3 separate regions of the Zea mays genome follow, and regions 2 and 3 are each linked to region 1. Evidence: chromatin contacts called from public Hi-C data. All regions are on one chromosome and are shown on one strand. The core of a region is the stretch at or near the end of the contact, and the rest is flanking DNA. Distances in the headings are between cores, read along the strand shown.

Region 1 (3,411 bases), core at 447-2,946:
CAAGGGCATCAATTATATGGAGCTCCGCCATTGCCCTACTTGGACTATAAAAAGTAAAAGAGGACGTGTGAGCCCCGTAAGAGCATCAGATCATTATATCATAAGCAATCGACACCAACATATAAGACCCATGATATTATCTCATATTGGGAGCCCAGATCTATCTAAATCCACGAGTCTCATGTACATTTACCTTTAGTTCTCAATCTCACGATTCACTCCATAAATTCAGTTAGCAAGGTCTGGTCCCTTTAGTTAGTCAGGTTATTGACATTCACTGATGTGAGGTGTGTGGATGATAAACTCCATAAAAGTGGAATAAAATCTCGTTTAAAAATCCCATAAGCTGATCTTCAATATATGCTTATTTCAACTTATTCGGTAAAAGACCTACCCATGACCATTACAATTTCAAGAGAAATTACCCACTATTGCTACTTAAAAAATGTTTTATCTATTTTTTCTTGCTCATGCCCCACAACACATAACTGAGGGTTCGTTTGGTTGAGCTGTGGCAGTGAAAAAAGTTGTTGTAAGCTGTAAGCTGTGAAAAAAATTGTTGTGGGCTGTGAGCTGTCAAAAAAAGTTGTTGTAGTATGTGAGTTGTTAAAAAGCTAAAAACTGTTTGATGGAAACCATTAAAAGTCGTTAAAAGTTTTTCGATATATGTTTTTACAGTTCCATCCGAAAAGCCACTAAAAACAGGTTCAGTGGTGCTTTCAGATTTGCACTGCAAGAAAGTCGGCTTTTAAAAAAAACTGCTTACTTGATCCAGTTCTTTGATTGACTTTTGGTTTTTAGGGTGCAAAAGCCAAAGCCAAAGCCAAACCAAACACACCCTGAATCAATAATCAAATTTCTATATTACACAACAGACACCTAGAGTATTTAATCTAGATTATATAATAGATTATTTGATCTCATATATAATCCAGATTATATAATTTACAGGCTGAAACAAACCTTAAGCGCAGTACATATACCAATCCAAAAATTATGAAACCTCAAGTTTTTAGTTTCTGTTTGAGGCGTTGGATTTGAGGAGAAGAACTTGGTGTGGTGGCCAAGGCCAAATATTTGTGGATGGTTCTTGGGAGTGCAAACTGAACAGGTGACTGTACAAGTCGCGCTTTCCCTGCCTCAAGATAGGAGATAGCAGAACGCCATCTATGGCCATCATCGTCTCCACGTCAAGCGGCAAACCATCGCTCCCTTCCCTTCCCCTATGGCCCTATATCTCATCTCCCCAAGTTCTCCCCTTTCTCCAGGTCCCGCCTCACACCACCTCACCTCATCACTACCTCACCCACCCAGCCCCCCAAGAACTACCCATCAACCATGGCGCCGCCGTCGGTGTCCGCCTCCCACCTCCTAATCACCGCCTCGCTCCCAAAGCCCAAGCCTTCCTCCCTCCGCCCGCCGCGGCTCCCTCTCGCCAAGCCCCTTCCCGCATCGGCGGCGCTCCTGGCGCTCGCGGCCTCGCCCGCGCTCGCCGCCGACGCGCCGGCGCCTGCCCCCGCCCCAACCCCCGCGCCGGCGCCGGAGCTCCAGGCCGAGGCGCCCACCCCGACAGTCAACCCCTTCTCCAGCTCCCTCCTCACGGCCCCCAAGCCCTCCGCCGCGGCCTCCGACCTCCCCGAGGGCGCTCAGTGGCGCTACAGCGAGTTCCTCTCCGCCGTCAAGCGCGGCAAGGTCGAGCGCGTGCGCTTTTCCAAGGACGGCGGTCTGCTCCAGCTCACCGCCGTCGACGGCCGCCGCGCCACCGTCGTCGTCCCCAACGACCCCGACCTCATAGACATCCTCGCCACCAACGGCGTCGACATCTCCGTCTCCGAGGGCGAGTCGGCGGGCCCGGGCGGCTTCGTCGCCTTCGTCGGCAACCTCCTCTTCCCTTTTATCGCGTTCGCTGGCCTCTTCTTCCTCTTCCGCCGCGCGCAGGGCGGGCCCGGCGCCGGGCCTGGTGGCCTCGGCGGGCCCATGGACTTCGGCCGCTCCAAGAGCAAGTTCCAGGAGGTGCCTGAGACGGGTGTCACCTTCCTCGACGTTGCCGGCGCGGACCAGGCCAAGCTCGAGCTGCAGGAGGTCGTGGATTTCCTCAAGAACCCCGACAAGTACACCGCGCTCGGAGCCAAGATCCCCAAGGGTTGTCTCCTCGTCGGCCCGCCTGGGACCGGGAAGACCCTCCTTGCGCGTGCCGTCGCTGGGGAGGCCGGGGTGCCCTTCTTCTCCTGCGCTGCCTCTGAGTTCGTCGAGCTCTTCGTCGGTGTCGGTGCCTCCAGGGTGCGCGACCTCTTCGAGAAGGCCAAGGCCAAGGCGCCCTGCATTGTCTTCATTGATGAGATTGATGCCGTTGGAAGGCAGCGCGGTGCCGGACTTGGTGGGGGTAATGACGAGAGAGAGCAGACCATTAACCAGCTCTTGACGGAGATGGATGGCTTCGCTGGCAACAGCGGTGTCATTGTGCTTGCCGCCACCAACAGGCCCGATGTGCTGGACTCCGCGCTCCTACGACCAGGGAGATTTGATAGGCAGGTCACCGTTGACAGGCCAGATGTTGCCGGACGCGTCAAGATTCTTGAGGTCAGTGATGAACTCCTGCCACTACTAGCCTGTAAATTTGTGCTTAGCTAGCAGTTGATATGCTTCTGAACTACTAGTAGTATTGAGGAACTTATTTATAGACCTGCTTAGGGCCCTTGCCACCTGCCACTGAAGATACTTGCATTGATTAAGTGACATTAATGCAGTTAGTCTAGCAAAGGGTACTTCCTTGCTTGGAAATTGACAAACACAGAGAAAACTTTTTTTGAATATTTGCAAAAGTTAACGTGGATGCTGGAAACGCTCATCTTCTTAGAGTGTTATAAGATTTCGTTAGTGGAAATGGTGCTACATATTTGGCAGTTGGCTGCCCCTTAAGGCCTTAGTCGGATTACATGGGATTAGAAAAAAATATATGAAGAATTTTAACTTGCTTTGGATTTAAACCCTCTCAATCCCATCCAATCCACATGGATTGAGATTAAAACGAACACACACTAAATGTATAAGTCATCAGCATGATTTGTTAAATCTACCAATGCCATGGTTCTATGTATCGAATAACAGAACAGAGGGTTCATATCCTTGTAAGATTAGAACATATGTTGTTTTCTAGCTTTGTGAGTTCAACCGCAATGCCCTTAATATGTCTCCATCTACTCATGCTAGCCTTTGTAGGTACAAGCTATACTAGCATGCACAATATTATTTAAAAAAGAAGTTTGATTTTTCCCAGTATCCTGATTTCATTTTAAATGTATGTATACATGAGCTTACAAGTCTTTTTTTATCAAATAGGTCCACTCCCGAGGAAAGGCTTTGGCGAAAGATGTTGATTTTGATAAAATTGCTAGAAGGACCCCTGGTTTC
Region 2 (3,411 bases), core at 635-3,134, 300 kb after region 1:
GCAATTCAATTCAACCATGAACGAACGAACAGAACAGAACAGAGGAGCTGAATGAAGAACGTTATTATATATAGATGTCCAGAAAGACAAGGGGTCGCCAAAGGCACTTCTGATCAATCATTAGAAAGGCAGTGAGAGCTTTGCTCTTGCTAATTAAATACAGCAGTATATAGGAGAAAGATTCAGGCGGAGTGGCGGACACACACTGCTAACTCGAAGTGGGTTCTGATGGGGAGAATGGATTGCAAAAAGGTCCCCCATGCCATATCTTCACTGGCCTCATGCCCTGCCTGCCTTTTCAGCTACTGGACCTGAAGTCTGAACCGATACTGCTGCTGCTCCTTGCTACTAGCGCTGTTTAATAGAGCTTAATTTATTGCCGCCTCCTCCTGCTCCGGCTCCTCCTCTTCTTCTCCTTCCTACAGCCGCGCCATGCCCTCTACATGCAGCCTCCGCCATATCCAGCGGTCTTCAACAGCTCCTGCTTTATCGCGTCGGCGCTGATCATGTCCCTCTGCATCTGCGATGTCATTGTCCCCCCTGTCAGTCAGTCAGGCAACCACATTCAAGGAGCAAAACTTGTTTGCACTGCATCGCGTCCAATTAATTTGAGGACGAAGGGAGTCTGGCAGATCTAGAACCAATGTATTGTGTGTGTGGGCAGGCAGCGGTCACGGTGGTGACTACCTCGGAGCAGGAGGCGTGCATGCCGAAGTCGTTGAAGCAGCTGACGACGCACTGCTGGATGTCCAGCCCTAGCGCGTCCAGCGTGCTCACCGTGGACAGCAGCAGCCCCGGCCTGGCGCTGGCGCCGCAGTAGATCTCCACCCGGGTGTCGGCGCCCTCCTTCCGCTCCACGTCCAACTGCACGAGGACGCAGCATCAGCATCAGCATCAGCGTCTCAGCCGCGCCTCGCATTCCCCTTCCCCCAATCGCGGCCAGCCACAAGATAGAATCGTACCTTGGGGGTGTTCCTGGCCACCATCTCGTTGGGGTTGAGCTCCCGGAAGACGCTGAGCATGCCCGCCGGCGCCTCCCCCTGCTGCTCGATCTCCTCCTGCAGCAGCTTGATCCTCTCCAGCAGCTCCTTCATGTAGTCGATCGTGTCGCCCAGGATCGACGTCCGGTCCATCTGTGCACCCACCACGCGCATTTCGTATCTCATCAGTCATCAGCCCAGCCGCCGACGCCGTAGATAGACATACTGATTGCGTGTTTGCTGTTTTCTTGTCCGACGAGGTGGACAAAGAACCAAGAAAAAAGGAGAGATCCCCCCCCCCCCCCCCCCCCCCCCCCCCCCCTCTTTGTCCTTCTCACCTTGCTGATCTTGGGCACGACGGAGCGCAGCATGGAGAGGCGGTCGTTGAGGCGCTTGCGGCGGCGGCGCTCGGCCATGAGGTTCTTGGACGGCATCCCCTCGACCCTCTTCTTCTTGGACGCCGCAGGGGCGGGCGTCGGCGCGGCGGCGCCGCCGCCGTCGCTCTCCACCAGGCCGGGCTCCACCTTGCACACCCCGAGGCCGGCGTTGTTGTCCAGCTGCAGCGCCTCCTTGGGCTCCGCGACGTGGAGGAACGCCATCTCGTCGCCGGCATTGGGCCCGCCGAACGCGGCGGCGGCGCCGTAGACCTCGCTGAGGCAGTCGAAGGCCGGCGGCTCGGCGCAGGAGGCGGTGAAGGTGGGGAGGACGCTGACGGTGGGCGCCTGCTGGTTGTGGAAGGAGCAGTCAATGGCGGCGGCCGCCGCCGGGGCGAAGAGGTCCCCCATGGACACATTGCAGTCCCAGGCGTCCCTGCGCAGGGAGAGGATCTCCTCCAGGAAGGCCTGCTCGTCGAGCTCCATGGCCGCATCCGCCGCCTTCTCCTCGAACTCGAATGAAAAAGGGAGGTGTGTGTGCCTGCGGTGGAGGGAGGAGACGGACAACGGGGGATTAAGATACGGGGAATGAAAGGGGGGGACAATTATTCCCTTTGATAAATGGTAAACAGTTGCCATTAAGGTAGTAGGCTGCTAGTAACAAATACGTAGTAGTACTACATTAATCCATGGAACTTGCTGCTGATTTATCTGTGGTGTGTACCGTACTAGTCGCAGCAGTAGAATGCAGTGAGGCCCCCAATCTGGTTTTTTGTTGTATTGCGACCTGTGAACCCTAGGCCTGGCCTAGCTAGGGCATAATGACAGTGCTAGGCTCCAGGAGGATTCGTCCTGGGCGTCGGGTAAAGCTCTCTGCCCTGTGATAGTGTGTGATGATGCCCTTTAATCTACTGACTGAGTAATTAGCGGGCACAGGCAGGCTTTGAAAGCTCCAACGCTCATGACTGACTGAGACTGAACTCTTGATGGCATATATTCAGAGATGACAGAAACTCTTGGCCACGCCCACGCCCACGCCCACACTGATGAAAGCCAAGCCATGGAGTTCCTCCCCTTCATCCTCGCTGTCATGCCATGCCACGGCAGCTGAATCGAATGGATTGATTTCTGTGGCAAACATTTCTTAATACTCAATCAATCTCGGGAAAACGAAGACGGCCAAGCTGGGAGAATGATATGATGACGAGGCCCCGGCCTCAGAACAGAAGATCCCGTGTGCGGGGCCCGCAGGTTTGACCCCACAAATGCGTCGAAAACGGCTTCTGGGGCGGCAGCGGCTCGCCCGTATCAGTTTCCCTGCGCATCCCTGGCTCCTGCATTGGCAATTGGCATGCAGGCGGGTGGGTGGGCTCACCCGTTGGAGGCCCACGTACACGTACGTGTCCTCTGCCTCTCTCTCTCGCCTCGTGGGCCTTTCTGAGCCCCAACTTGTGTCGAGCAGTTAGACAGCATTTCCTCGGTGTTTGTTAGCGCGGAGTATATATACCCATGTATATACCCATGGCCTGCTGCTGCTGTTCGAATGGTCCATACCATGCATCGTTCCGAATGGTCCATGCATGCATCGATCCCGTCCGTAGCTCTTCTGTTCTTTGTACAAGAGCAGCCTACGAGTACGTACGTAGCTTTTATTGCTGCTGTGCACTTGCCCTGCACCAGCTAGCTAGGACCCTACGTACGTACTGTACAGCTTCTTGGACGACATCCTCTACTATACCTACCTGTCTGTCTACACTAGGTTATGTATCTATATATACCAGCTACATAGTACATATCCGTATGCACAGAGCTACTATGCTAGCATGAAGGACGACGCCGGGTACATGAGAGAGAATAGGAGGAGAACAACAAGCGCATGGCGCCACCGACCTCGGGAACTGCGCGTGGGCCCCGGCCCTCTCCCTCCCCTTCCCACTCTCGACTTGAGACTATCCTCAACGCTTTGCGCTACCGCGCCCTCTCCCCTGCGTAGGGGGTCTCTACGCCCGCAGCGGCTAACGCTAGAGAGCTCCCTATGCGCTGCAGTCGTAGGGGTG
Region 3 (3,411 bases), core at 676-3,175, 290 kb before region 1:
ATTTCTGCAGGAGAGGAGGATAGTGAACACACTTAATTTCAATATGTCGGTGCCGACTCCATACTGTTTCATGAGAAGGTTTCTAAAGGCAGCACAATCAGAGAAGAAGGTAAGATACTAGTAATACATATTCTGTGATAAATAAATCATAAAACCCTGACAAAACCTTTGTACTACTGGACAGCTCGAACTCCTGTCTTTCTTCATGATCGAGTTGAGTCTTGTCGAATATGAGATGCTCCAGTTCTGCCCGTCTATGCTAGCAGCCGCTGCCATCTACACCGCTCAATGCACCATAAATGGGTTCAAGTCCTGGAACAAATGCTGTGAGCTGCACACAAAATATTCAGAAGAACATCTAATGTAGTTATACCTCCCCTACTCTTTATATACTACAAAAGGCATATCTTTTTTCAGCTTGTGCTTACAGTTACATGGCCCCTTCTATGTTGCAGGGTTTGCTCTAGGATGATGGTTGAACTGCACCAAAGAGCAGCTCATGGGAAACTTACAGGGGTCCATAGAAAGTACAACACTTCTAGATATAGCTATGCTGCGAAATCGGAACCCGCAACTTTCTTGCTGGATGCCTGAACCTAAGCTTGAACTATACACACTCTTAACTACTTCCATGGAAAGAGGTGTATATATAGGCTGCTTCGACTAAACTACAGAAGTGGGATCTATCTGAATATATGCAACGGCTGTTGCAGCAAATATTTGGTGGGGCTGGGTTGGTGTGTTGTTTGTTAGTTCAATAACTTAACATTAATGAAACAGTGTTTGTGTTGTTTAGGGTTTTTTTTTCCAATTATATCGATTGGAATTTCATTTGTTGTATCCTGGCCATCATTCTTTACTCATGTCATGTGACACCTCTGCGTTTTGAAAAATAAACATTGATTATGTGGATCTGCTGAAATTGTTGTCTGACTTGCCAGTATTCACTCAACGCGGTTATCGACCTAGACAGTAGATGCGTCAAACATGAAGCCGTGTCTCATGCCCATTAGTTCCTGGTAATTAAATTTGTATTGTTATTATCACTTTTTTTGTCTTTTTCTTGATATCATGGACTTTTTTTTGGGTTATGAACTTTACATCCGCAATTAACAACACCTTGCAGTGTGAAACGTGAATGGCTCTGAAGTGAGCTTGTAGTAGCTGGTTTACTACTATGACCATGACCACCTTGCATTTCAGGCGTGAGGTTATTGATTTTTTTAAACTTCAACAAAAAAATGTGAAGTATCATTTATTTTATTTATCAGTTGAGGTTGTTTGAACGTGACTTAAAATTTTACATTTTTAAATAAATATTTTGAATAAAATAAGTGGTTGTTTTTTTAAAATTTTACATTTTTGAATAAAATAAGTGGTTAATTTTTTTTAAAAAGTCAACGGTGTCATATACTACCTCTAGTTTTTTATATATGACGCTCACCAATTCATTTTTGACTTTTCGACGACAAAAAAAAAAATTGGAGGTAGTATTTAAGAACGATGGAGTATTAGACAAAATACTCTCAGCAGCAAGCTCTTAAATTTTATTCGCCCCTGGCGTCTTGAAATTATATATACAATCTCTTGCCCTTATCGGGGGAAAAAATATATCACCTATCTTGAATTGAGTTAAATCCGCCCATTGCCATGGAAGTCCATCTCTCAAGTCCTCCACATGATCTTCCAGATCGTCTCAACTCCATGCCTCCAATCAAACAACTTTGATCCCCATTGTACAATGGAGTCACTTTGACAGCCACCGCGTCTCTAAATACAACCATCCATGCTTAATACACCTTTTGTTTTTATTAGTCTGTATGTTTTCGACGCATTGTGTTGTTTTTTTAGTAAAATGCAAACTGCATACCAAATCACCTTTTGTGTTCTAGTTTAATTTTCAAGATCCAAATTTGAATTGGGGGCTACGATCTGGAGTTGCCAGAGAACGAAGGCAAGAGCACAGGAAAAAAAAGAGGGCCAGCCCAGAGAGAGCGAGAGTTCCTGGTTGACCCGACCAGACAGACAGCGACTGCAAACAAAACCAGAGACGTTGCGAGCATGTGGTGCAGGAGAAACAATTTCTCTCCCCGCCGTCCCTGTCTCCCTGACAAGTACGATTCCGCCACCTAATCCTCTGTATGTAAATGTAATCAAGCCCCACGCTCCCCATGGTTCTCTTCCAACCCCAATTAATCCTAGGCAGGCAAAGCTCGTTTTTTCTTGTGCGCCGGTTGATTGGGCTCTCTGTTTGCGGAGTCTTGCTCTCCCTCTGGTCGGTTTTCGTTGATCCCTCCTGCATTGGTTTGCTCCGGCTCAGATCCGATTCTCTAGGTTTGTATCCTTTCCTTTAGTTCTGTTTTGGATCCTCCCTTCGTCAAGTTTTCCGGCGGTGACGGTGAGGGAGAAGTGGGTTGGCAATTTGACGAAGACACGGCCGCCCACCGCCGTGGGGTCATCCATTAGTGCGACGTCCGACGTCGCCATGGGTGATCCGGCTGCTCGAGCTTGCTCAGGTTTCCTTTTAGGGGCTATTTTGGATCGAAGATCGTTTCTTGGCGGAAAACTCCCAGATTTACAGAAGCTCACCTATTGCCCCTTTAATATTTTTTCCAGTTCCAGATTTCCCAGTAGCCCCCTTCAAATCTTTGATCGGGGTTGGGTGCAAAGCAACGTTATTTCTGCTTCATTCATGTGCGGTCTTTACGAGTTCAATTCTGCTGCCCCTTCAAGATTTGCCCTTGCGTCCTCCTCATCTTTATCTCTTTTATATATATGGTGTTTGCAGGAAGAGAGACCAAAGTATCAAGTGGAACAACAGAATTTTAGGTACTGCCGTGCCGCTCAACAAGGGAAGAGCAAGAGCTCCAGTCTCTGTCTCACTTATTATGATCCTCTATGAACCATACCCTGCAACAGATTTCATTCCAAACGGGGCATAATCATTGAAGACCAGTTAAGGGGGGCAGTGAGAAGGGATGGCGGTGGAGTTGGCCAAGCAATTGCTTGCGGTTATTGGAAGCTATACACCACCTCTCTGGGCTACCCTCATCGCCGGGGTTTTTGTTATCATCTCCGTCTCGCTGTCCCTGTACTTGCTGTTCAATCATCTGTCAGCCTACAAAAACCCAGAGGTTGTGGATCGTTATCAGTGTTGCTTAGTGTTTAAATAAATCAATGTGATACATTGTTTGAACCGTGTCTGACTTGGTATTTTCACTCATTCTTGCCGCATTATGCTCTTTCAGGAACAGAAGTTTCTTGTCGGCGTCATTCTCATGGTGCCGTGCTATGCAGTCGAGTCGGTAAGGTGCTGTGCTGCTGCTTTGTCATTCATCCTAGATTAATACCTAGTCCATATAGGATAAGATCTGGTTGCTCGATTGATGCATCGCCGTACTGTTTAACATT

What was found. A called contact is a pair of places that touch in the nucleus more often than the background predicts.
Region 2: a Hi-C map of root tip shows a contact between it and region 1, with 6 times the contacts expected there. The contact joins the promoter of LOC100276548 here to the promoter of LOC100502422 in region 1. A contact is called at or near these places in 8 of 25 Hi-C or Micro-C datasets (bundle sheath, ear, endosperm and 3 more).
Region 3: a Hi-C map of endosperm shows a contact between it and region 1, with 3 times the contacts expected there. The contact joins the promoter of LOC100502274 here to the promoter of LOC100502422 in region 1. A contact is called at or near these places in 4 of 25 Hi-C or Micro-C datasets (bundle sheath, ear, endosperm and 1 more).

The regions. Positions count from the first base shown.
Region 1 is chr6:92,575,774-92,579,184 of Zm-B73-REFERENCE-NAM-5.0, forward strand. It overlaps LOC100502422, which reads left to right and starts at 1,697. Exons shown (of 5, transcript NM_001196900.1): 1 at 1,697-2,580; 2 at 3,340-3,411. The coding sequence starts at 1,978.
Region 2 is chr6:92,875,693-92,879,103 of Zm-B73-REFERENCE-NAM-5.0, forward strand. LOC100276548 reads right to left here and starts at 1,885. Exons shown (of 4, transcript NM_001374062.1): 1 at 1,319-1,885; 2 at 963-1,133; 3 at 688-864; 4 at 49-520. The coding sequence starts at 1,840. The coding sequence ends at 440.
Region 3 is chr6:92,284,107-92,287,517 of Zm-B73-REFERENCE-NAM-5.0, forward strand. It overlaps LOC100502274 (Protein LAZ1), which reads left to right and starts at 1,926. Exons shown (of 10, transcript XM_035959972.1): 1 at 1,926-2,114; 2 at 2,789-2,829; 3 at 2,920-3,134; 4 at 3,249-3,305. The coding sequence starts at 2,979. LOC542305 (cyclin 3) reads left to right here. Exons shown (of 11, transcript NM_001363253.1): 9 at 11-109; 10 at 185-363; 11 at 456-909. The coding sequence ends at 594.